Regions from separate parts of the Sus scrofa genome. Here region 1 is linked to region 2. Evidence: chromatin contacts called from public HiChIP or PLAC-seq data. All regions are on one chromosome and are shown on one strand. The core of a region is the stretch at or near the end of the contact, and the rest is flanking DNA. Distances in the headings are between cores, read along the strand shown.

The links. HiChIP or PLAC-seq counts read pairs in DNA pulled down with a chosen protein or histone mark.
Region 1: an H3K27ac HiChIP or PLAC-seq map of alveolar macrophages shows a contact between it and region 2. The contact joins two enhancer-like sites. A contact is called at or near these places in 3 of 47 Hi-C or Micro-C datasets (embryonic fibroblasts, liver and omental adipose tissue) and 1 of 2 datasets of contacts at active chromatin or transcription factors (alveolar macrophages).

Annotation. Positions count from the first base shown.
Region 1 is chr2:131,880,784-131,885,852 of Sscrofa11.1, reverse strand. No RefSeq gene overlaps it. Among named protein-coding and RNA genes, the nearest start is that of ISOC1, 26 kb to the right of the region's middle. Within about 2 kb of position 3,327, at least 2 of the 83 cell types and tissues checked have an H3K27ac peak or open chromatin away from gene starts, as enhancers often do. A contact at or near this core is called in alveolar macrophages, where this site is marked.
Region 2 is chr2:131,726,252-131,730,780 of Sscrofa11.1, reverse strand. All of the region lies in intron 2 of LOC110259470 (a long non-coding RNA gene), which reads left to right. Among named protein-coding and RNA genes, the nearest start is that of SLC27A6, 21 kb to the left of the region's middle. Within about 2 kb of position 1,675, at least 3 of the 83 cell types and tissues checked have an H3K27ac peak or open chromatin away from gene starts, as enhancers often do. A contact at or near this core is called in alveolar macrophages, where this site is marked.

The DNA of each region.
Region 1 (5,069 bases), core at 2,078-4,577, 150 kb before region 2:
AGAGGGTGTGGAGAAGAAAGTACCCCCCTACACCATTGGTGGCAATGTAAGTTGGTACAACCACTATGGAAAACAGTATGGAGGTACCTCAGAAAACTAAATATAGAACTACCATGTGACCCAGCATTCCCACTTTTGGGCATAAATCTGGACAAAACTTTCACTTAAAAAGATACACACACACACACACACACACACTCGCAATGTTCAGTGCAGCACTAGTCACAATAGCCAAGACATGGAAAAAATCTAAATGTCCATTGACAGATGACTGGATTAAGAAGATGTGGTATATACACATAATGGAATACTATTCAGCCATTAAAAGAATAAAGTGATGCCATTTGCAGCAGCATAGATGGAACTAGAGACTCACATACTAAGTGAAGTAAATCAAAAGAAAAAGACAAATACCATAAGATATCACCTATATCTGGAATCTAATATACAGCACAAATGAACCTTTCTACAGAAAAGAAACTCATGGACTTGGAGAACAGACTTGTGGTTGCCAACAGAAAGAGGGAGGGAGTGGATGGACTGGGAGTTTGGAGTTAGTAGATGCAAACTATTGCACCTGGAGTGCATAAGCAATGAGATCCTGCTGTATACCACAGGGAACTGTGTCTAGTCACTTGTGATGGAACATGATGGAGGGTAACGTGAAAAATAGAACATATATATATGTATGGCTGGGTCATTTTGCCGTACGGCAGAAATTGGCAGAATACTGTAAATCAAGTACAACAGTAAAAATAACAATCATTAAAAAAATACAAAAAATCAACAAATCAAAACAAAAAAACAGAAAAAGGCCCTAACTCATCCAGAAAGAATCTGTCTTCCAGAATTCCCTAATTGTGTGCAGGACCTCATCTTTGTCCTAACTACCGTGTGTGGTCTTTGTGTTTTTCTCTCAGTGTACTGAATTCCTTCAGAACAACGGCTCTGTTCTCTAGTCAATCCCGGGCAGGGAGGCTTCACCTCCCTGAAGGTAGACCGTCAATAAAGCAGTACTGAAAGAACAAGTAACCCCTATTTATTCACTCCAGAAACCTCTCAGTAGCTAAGGTTTGCCTGCATTGTATTTCTTAGGTGTTAAAATAATTCCAAACCTAAGCTGCCAGGGACAGAACAGCTTTTGCTGGATGTTATTAATATAAATAAAATCCTGTGCACCAGAACATCTTTCCACATTCCAAGCAGCCAAATTATGTACAATCCAAATTTTAACAGTGACAGCATGAGTGTTTTTCCAGAACTATTTTTGCTATTTTGCAAATTAATGTGGACTCCAATCATTTCACATCTCCTCAACTATCTTTCACTTATAATTTTTTTTAGTTCTGTCAAGAGAGTAGAATTTTTCAAAGGGTAAAGTGTAGATGCTTAACCTATTTTTGAGAGGTTTTGACCAACCAAACTGCTCTTAATGCAGCACTCTTCAGCAAAATCTGTGAATTTACAGATTTGTTCCAGTATCTAAATTAAAAATCTACGGAGTGTGTTTCACAAGACTAAGCAATAAGCTCTCAGTTATTTGTTCTTTTAAAAAAATTCTCAAACAATGCATTCAGCCTAAAATCTTGAAGCTAGTCCAGACATTCCATAAAGATGATAATTTTTTAAATCAACACTCTTATGCTTTATTCAGTCATTGGATTTTTTTTATGTGTATCAGAGAAAAAGAAAATGAGGTACCATTTCTTAGTCACGCCTTTGTAATTGCATTTGCATTTTCTAAGATACATCTCTTAAAATGAGAAAGGGCATCCCTGACTGAACCGATACAATGATTCATCTTCTCTCCTAAGAATCCATTTAATGCTTGAGAGCCATCAGCCACGCCTCCCTCAGTTTTGCAAAAGTTCTGAGGCTCTATGTTTAGCCTCAGGCAACCCGAGGAACCTAAGGGACAAGTATAACCCTAATATCTAGAAAAGGGAAGATTTTTTTTTTTTTTTGTCATTTCATCCAACTCCATTTAGCATACGACAGAACCTAGAGATCTCACAGAAAGGCTTGTTGCAGGCTGCTAAGAGAGAACCAGAGCCCCACCCCACTGCCTTTCCACAATAGTACACTGCACCTGTCTGCTGGGAGTCCTCCTTGGAGCACCTACACTCCCCCTGGTCTTTCTGGGTGTGCCATGTTTTCAAGACACTTCTACCCAGGGCATTTCTGTCTTGTTCATGCAGCCATTTACCTTGAAAGATGAAGGTACAGCTCCTTTTAGACAAAGAGCAGGCTTGCTTACTGCTTGCTTTTGAAGATCAGTGTAAACCCAGTGAGTGCATGGCATCTGGCACATGCTGCATTGCCTCTGTGGGACTTAGGTGCAAAGGGAATCAATGCAAATATTCTACTGCTCCTGCTGCTTGAATAATTAAGTCCTTTGTCTCGGATCCAGGAATGTCATGTCTCCTGCCAGCATGCATGAAACAGTAACATGCTCATTGAGTGGCTTGTAAGATGGGTACAGCCAAATCCCAAGCCGAACACCGATTTTAGCTTGAAAATTCCTGTTTACAGGATACTAGAGCAAATGATTTAGATTATTCAGAAAGTGAGATGGGTCGATGTGGAAAGAAAACAGCTACAGTATATGTGTGTTCCCATTCCTCTTCATTCTAGGAAGATTTTATGCTAATTTTGGTTCTAATCATGTCACTGAAGACTTTATTTTGTTGACCTTAAATCTAACTAAAATACTCAGTTATTTAAAAGAGATACTTCTAGTTTTAGGTAAGTACAGTTATTTTGTAATTCAAATATGCAGAAAGTAATTTGCTAAAGTCAATATTCATCATAGATAAATTAAAGCTTCTATTTTTCTCTGGAAGATGTGAATACAGAGGTTCGGTCTGCTGACAAAACTTCCGGCTAATTACTTTTTTGAATGCATAGCCAAATCAATTTAATTGATATTTAAAGGAAGATTAAAGAGCAAGATGGCTGGCATATAATGGAACTTACGTCTTGCTCAATGAGTTCTCTAAAGTAAGTATTAAATGATGTTGTCTCTCCCCCACACAAAAAAATAGCTATTTATAGCAAACAAAGCATAAAGTTGTCCATATAAATTAAAAAAAAACAAACTTGGGAATAATTCCCATGTGCCACCCATGCTACATGCATCATTATGCTTTGTACACAGAACCTTCCCTAGAATGACATCTGGCTCTCCTGACAGCCAGGGAGTATAGTCTAATAGTTACAGCAGTTACAGCACAGTTTCTAAATTCCAGCTTAAAATCTCAGCCTTCTCACTTCCAACCAGATGGATGACCTTGGGCAAGTTCCTTATTCACTTAGTTCCTCAGTTACATCAGAGGGCTGTTTTGAGGACTGAGTGAGTAGTGACTAAACATGTAGATACCTGGCACACTTCCTAATATGATGGACATTCCATTTTTTTTTTTTTTTTTCCTCTTTTGTCTTGTTAGGGCCTCATCCGCAGCACATGGAGGTTCCCAGGCTAGGTGTTGAATTGGAGCTGCAGGCCCCGCCCTACCCCACAGGCACAGCAACTTGGGATCCAAGCCACGTCTGTGACCTACACCACAGCTCACGGCAACGCCGGATCCTTAACCCCACTGAGGGAGACCAGGGATCGAACCCACATCCTCATGGTTGCTAGTCGGGTTCGTTAACCACTGAGCCACGAAAGGCACTCCGACACACAAATGCTAAATTTGATTCAAAGTATAGAATTAAGAACTGCAATAAACCCTACACGTGGTGTGGTTTAGTCTAATCTCTTCCTGCACAAAGGAGCCACTTGCTCCAGGTGTCAAAGCTATTAAGAACGAAGCCTGGTCTCCCATTTCTAAAGCTTTCCATTACACAATACATCGCAAACCTATTAGCTCTTTCTCCAGTGTTTATTGCCGACTTCCTCCACCACCAACTCCAACCATCTTTTTTATTTTTATTTTTGCTTTTTAGGCCTGCATCTGCGGCACATGGACATTCCAAGACTGGGGGTCTAATCGGAGCTTCAGCTGCGGGGCAAGCCACAGCCACAGCAACTCCGGATCCCGAGCCACGTCTTCAACCTACACCACAGCTCACAGGCAACGCCAGATCCTCAACCCACTAAGCAAGGCTAGGGATCGAATCTGCATCCTCATGGATCCTAGTCAGGCTCATTAACTGCTGAGACACGAAGGGAACTCCCCCAACCATCTTTTTTAATATGAAAAGAAAGCTATGTAATAAATAGAAACACAATGTTATATCTAAACTATGCTGTCTACCTGCAGGAATAAATTGCTAAAATCCAGTATGAACATCCTAAGACATGGAATATTTAAGCTTTGCCAAATACTCCAAAAGAAAAAAAGCACTTACTGGCATACAAACACCACCACCAAACAGATACTAACATTTAAGTAACGGCTAACAATTGACACCTGCCTTCTTCGGATGTTTCGTGTATTCTTTCCAGGGTCTTAATTTCTTGGAAAAATCACATTTCCAACATTTACAAAGCATTCCAGTTAGGACTGCCAAAGAGGCTATTTCGAAAGCACAATATGCATTTTCCAGAAGCCCGATTCAAAGCTGCATGTACTCAAAACATGTTAACAATAAGTACTTCTGTGTATTAAGCATAGGTTCGGAGACACATCACCTTCATTTCTCGCATTCACTGTCTCAAGTGGGAGGAACAATTTAACAAGAAAACAGCTGCAAGAACAATGAACAAATCTGAAGGCAAGGGACTTTTACAGTCGAGTCCTAAAATACACTGTGCAACTAATAATTATATCAAGAAACAAAGCCTCACATATGACAGGTATGCTCCAAGTAGACTATTTTCTGCAATGAAAAATGGAAAAAGCTAACCATGAAAAATGCTGTATTATTAAGACAACAGACATACATTTTTCCCTCCCATCCCACTTTTCTGGCAACAAATTAATAGAAGCTAATGAGAATGTAAAACACAGATTTATTCCTTTGAGGGTGGCTCACTTATTTCCTTCCTCCTTTTCTTCATATAAACATGATTGCAAAGAAAAACAACAGCAGCAGCAAAAGCAGGTCTGTTTTCTATTGCCATG
Region 2 (4,529 bases), core at 426-2,925:
TGCAGCATCTAGCATCCAGGTCCATCTGGCACTAAACAGTGTACCATGGTGTCTATGGCCAATTGCAATTCATGCTGCCAGATGAATTCCTGCTCCAGGCCAAGAGCCTGGAAGGTTGTACTTTTCCTTCACTTTTAGAGGCCATAGAAAGAGGGTATTTGGAGAGTGGAGTGAAGTATTTTGCAGTAGAAGGTCCCTGCCTCAAGTATCATGAGGTGGAGAATTTTCTTCAACATCTAAACAGCCAAAGTAAACTACATATCCAGTAGAGGGACGACTTGAAATGTGTATTTTCCCCTTATTGATTAGTTTAATTTTTTTTTTTTTTTTTTTTTAGGGCCTCACCTGCAGCATACGGAGGTTCCCAGGCTAGGGGTCCAATTGGAGCTGCAGCTGCTGGCCTACACCACAGCCACAGCAACAGCAACACCAGATCTGAGCCGCATCTGAGACCTACACCACAGCTCATGGCAGTGCCAGATCCTTAACCTACGGAGCAAGGCCAGGGATCAAACCTGTGTCCTTATGGACACTGTTAGGGTTTGGTATCACTAAGCCACAATGGGAACTCCAGTTTAAAAAATTTTAAATCTTATTATTAAAATGTTTGTTGAAACCTTAAAATGAGTTCTTCAACCAGTGGCATATAACCTGTAAATCATTCATGATCAATTTACCTGTGACTAACATTTTTTAATATGTCAGAGTGGAATAGAGATTATGATTAAGCATATCACATACTATATTGAGTTCTGTTCCATTAAACATTGGTTCAGTTATGTATATATGTAGGTAGATATTTAATTATCATGTAAAATACTTATATTACTATGGGTCATAGTCAAAAAATTTTGAAAACCTCTGCTCCAAAGGACTGTACACTTTTCCACCAATTTGAAGACTAGACAATAACTTTAGTTTTGCATGCCCGTGGCCTAGAGACGAGACAAACTGTGAGCAGAAGGGCCAGGTCAAGGTAGTAGTAGTGAGAACAAGTGCTCTCAGGGCCCTCTAAGAAATGCAATTAGAAGCTAATATAGAAGGGCCTCATAGGAGTTTGTGCTCTCTCTGCTGTCCTTCAGTCCAAAACTTGGATGGCTGGAACTCTTCATCCAGGTCCCAATAAGCATTCAGCGATGGAGGAAAATGCTGAAGGGATGACAGCAGTGGGACATGGTTCCTGTTGTCCCAAGTTAGACTTTGTTTTGAATGTCCCCAGAGAGGGCTTAGAGTACAATGCCATAGACCATAGTATTATCACTGCTATATCTGGGCACAGCAGGAGTGAGGTAGGCTACATGTAGAATATTATTATTATTTTACTTTATTTTTTAAAGCCACACCTGCAGTATATGGAAATTTCCAGGCTAGGGATCAAATAGGAGCTGCAGCTGAGGCCTACGCCACAGCCACAGCAACACCAGATCTGAGTGGCATTTACAACCTAGTCTGCAGCTTGCAACAATGCTGGATCCTTAACCCACTGAGCAAGGCCAGGGATGGAACCTTTATCCTCAAGGAGACTCCTTTGGGTCCTCAACCCTCTGAGCTACAATAGGAACTTCTAATACTATTTTTATAGAAATTCTAAAGAAATGACTCAACTTTCTACTGATTTGGTAACTTCCTCTAAGAGTTCTAAGTCAAACTAGGGGCCAGTGAAAAATCATGTGGTCAGTAGAGGAAGTATCTCTTGGTTTAAAAGTATAAACAGGCAATAGCAGCCATGTAGAAAGTGCTCTGTATTTTTTCGGAGTGTAAAAATTCTTTTAAAACAGCTTATCAAGTATATAAGCTTATAATTTGGCATTTGCACAAATTATAGTAACACTAGACACGTATGATGTCATATTTTGCCATTACTCATTTTCAGATCTCCCTAAAATCAAGTTATTAACTTGAAGATATTGAGAAGCAATTTTTTTTTTCCCTTTTTATGGGAGGGAAATCTCATGATACTGTCACGTTGATCTTCCAGTGTACCACGCCAGGGCATCTATTCTTGGCAGTGCAGGGTGCACTGAATTGCATAATCTATCTTCTGATTAAGCATTGTTCTATAACTCACCTTGCTTGGCATGGTGTGGTCCACAGGGCATGGACCTAGAAGGTGAATTATTCTCGAGAAGGCAAACACATTCTTCTCTCACAGACCTCTAAACGGTAAACTGCTAGGTGGTGAGAAATACAAGAGCTGAAGACAGTGTATTTTTTTCTTTTTAATTGAGATAGAATTGATGTACAACATTCTGTTAGTTTTAGATATACTACCTCATGATTTGGCATATGGGTAAATAGGAAAATGATCATCGCAATAAATCTGGTTACCACCTATCACCACACAGAGCAATTTTTTTTGATGAGAACTTTCAAGATCTACTGTCTCAGCAACTTTCACATATACAATACAGTATCATTACCTAGAGTCACCATGCTATGCATTACATCCCCAGGACTTAAGTATTTTATAAATGAAACTTTGTACTTTTGGACCAGCTTCACCTATTTCATCCCACCCCAACCTCCGGCTTCTGTCAGTCATGAAACCGTTCTTTGCATCTTTGAGTTTGTGGTCTTTTTTTCTTTGATTCACATAAAAGTGAGATTTTACAGTAGTTCTCTTTCTCGGACTTATTTCCTAGAGTATAATGCCTTCAAGGTCCATCTATGGTGTAGTCAATGGCAAGATTTCATTCTTTTTATGGCTGAATAATAGTCTATTGTTCATATATATCACATTTTCTTTGTCCATTCATCCAGTGATGGACACTTAGGTTGTTTCCATGCCTTGGTTATTGTAAATAATACTGCATTTAACATGGGGCTGCAGATAGCTTTTCATTTTTTTTTTTTTAAGGCCACACCTGCAGCCCATGGAAGTTCCCAGGGTAGGGGGCAAATCAGAGCTACAGCTGCCAGCCTCCACCACAGCCACAGCCACGCAAGATCCCCACTTGCATCTTCAACCTACACCACAGCTCATGACAGCACCGGATCCCTAATCCACTGAGCGAGGTCGGGGATAGAACCAGCAGCCTCATGGATACTGATCGGATTCATTTCCGCTGTGCTACAGTGGGAACTCCAGGGCTGTTAGATATCTTTTCAAGTTCTTCTTTTTGTTACCTTCAGATAAAAACTAAGTGAAATTGCTGGATCATATGGTAGCTCTATTTTGAGGTTTTTTTTTAGGAACTTCCATTCTGTTTTCCAATAGCTGCACCAATTTACATTCCCACCAACAGTGCATGAAATTTCCCTTCTCCACATCCTCACCAATATTTGTTATTTGTCCTTCTGATGATATCCATTCTAATAAATGTGAGGTATTATCTCACTCTGATTTTAGTTTGCATTTCCTAGATGATTAGTTACATTGATCCCCTTTCCATGTACCTGTTGGCCATGTGTGTGTCTTCTTTGGAAAAAATGTCTAGTCAGACCCTCTGCCCACTTTTTCATTGGATTGTTTTATTTTATTTTCTGTTTTTTTGCTCCTGAGTTGTATGAGTTCTTTATAGATTTTGGATATTAACCCTTTATCATGATTTGAAAATATTTTCTCCTAGTCCATAGGTTGCTTTTTCATTGCATTTTGTTGGTGGTTTTCTTTGCTATGCAGAAGCGTTTTACCTTGATGTAGTCCCACTTGTTTAGTTTTGCTTTTGCTACTTTCACTTTTTATGTCCAATGCAAAAAAATCACTGCCATGACCATTGTCAAAAAACTTACCACTTGAGTTTTCGTCTAAGAATTTTACAGCTTCAGGTCTCACATTCAAGCCTTTAATCCATTTTCAGTTGATTTTTGTGTCTGGTGTCAGATAGTGGTCCAGTTTCATTCTTTTGCATGTGGCTGTCCAGTTCTCTTGACACAATTTATTGAAAAGACTGACCTTTCCCCACTACATATTCTTTGCTCCTTTGTCATAAATTAATTGACCACTTACGTGACAGTTTATTTTTGGGCTCTCTGTTTTGTTCCATTGTCCTCTGTGTCTATTTTTATGCCAATACCATATTGCAGAGCAGGGGAGGTGGAACTAAAGTAAAGGATGTATACAGAACTCGTCAAATACTTTGATATAGAAGGAGAGGTGATACCCAGAAAAGTTCATCCTAGGCCTGGATGTCTAGGACTATCTATACATATGTGAAAAAAATTAATGTGTCACCGCGTTAGGGTTAACAAAATGGTAAATGTATTTGACTATCCCTCTTCAAAACAGGCATAGCTTACCTTATTAGAAGAGAATAGAGGTCCTAGTATCTTTCATTTACTAGTGAAAAACAGACCAATCATAGACTGACTTATATAGGCCACATTATAAAAAAATGATTGATATAAAATGCCAAAATGCTCTAAGTTCTAAACTCACCAAGAACATTTGGTTCAGCTATTAGCCGTATCATAAATCAAAAAATTTTTATTTTTCTCTCTTGACTTGAACATGGAGGCAGTTATTCTTATTCTCTTAGCTTTCTTAACATGCTTACAATTTTGTCTCTTGTGATAGAGAGCCCTGTATT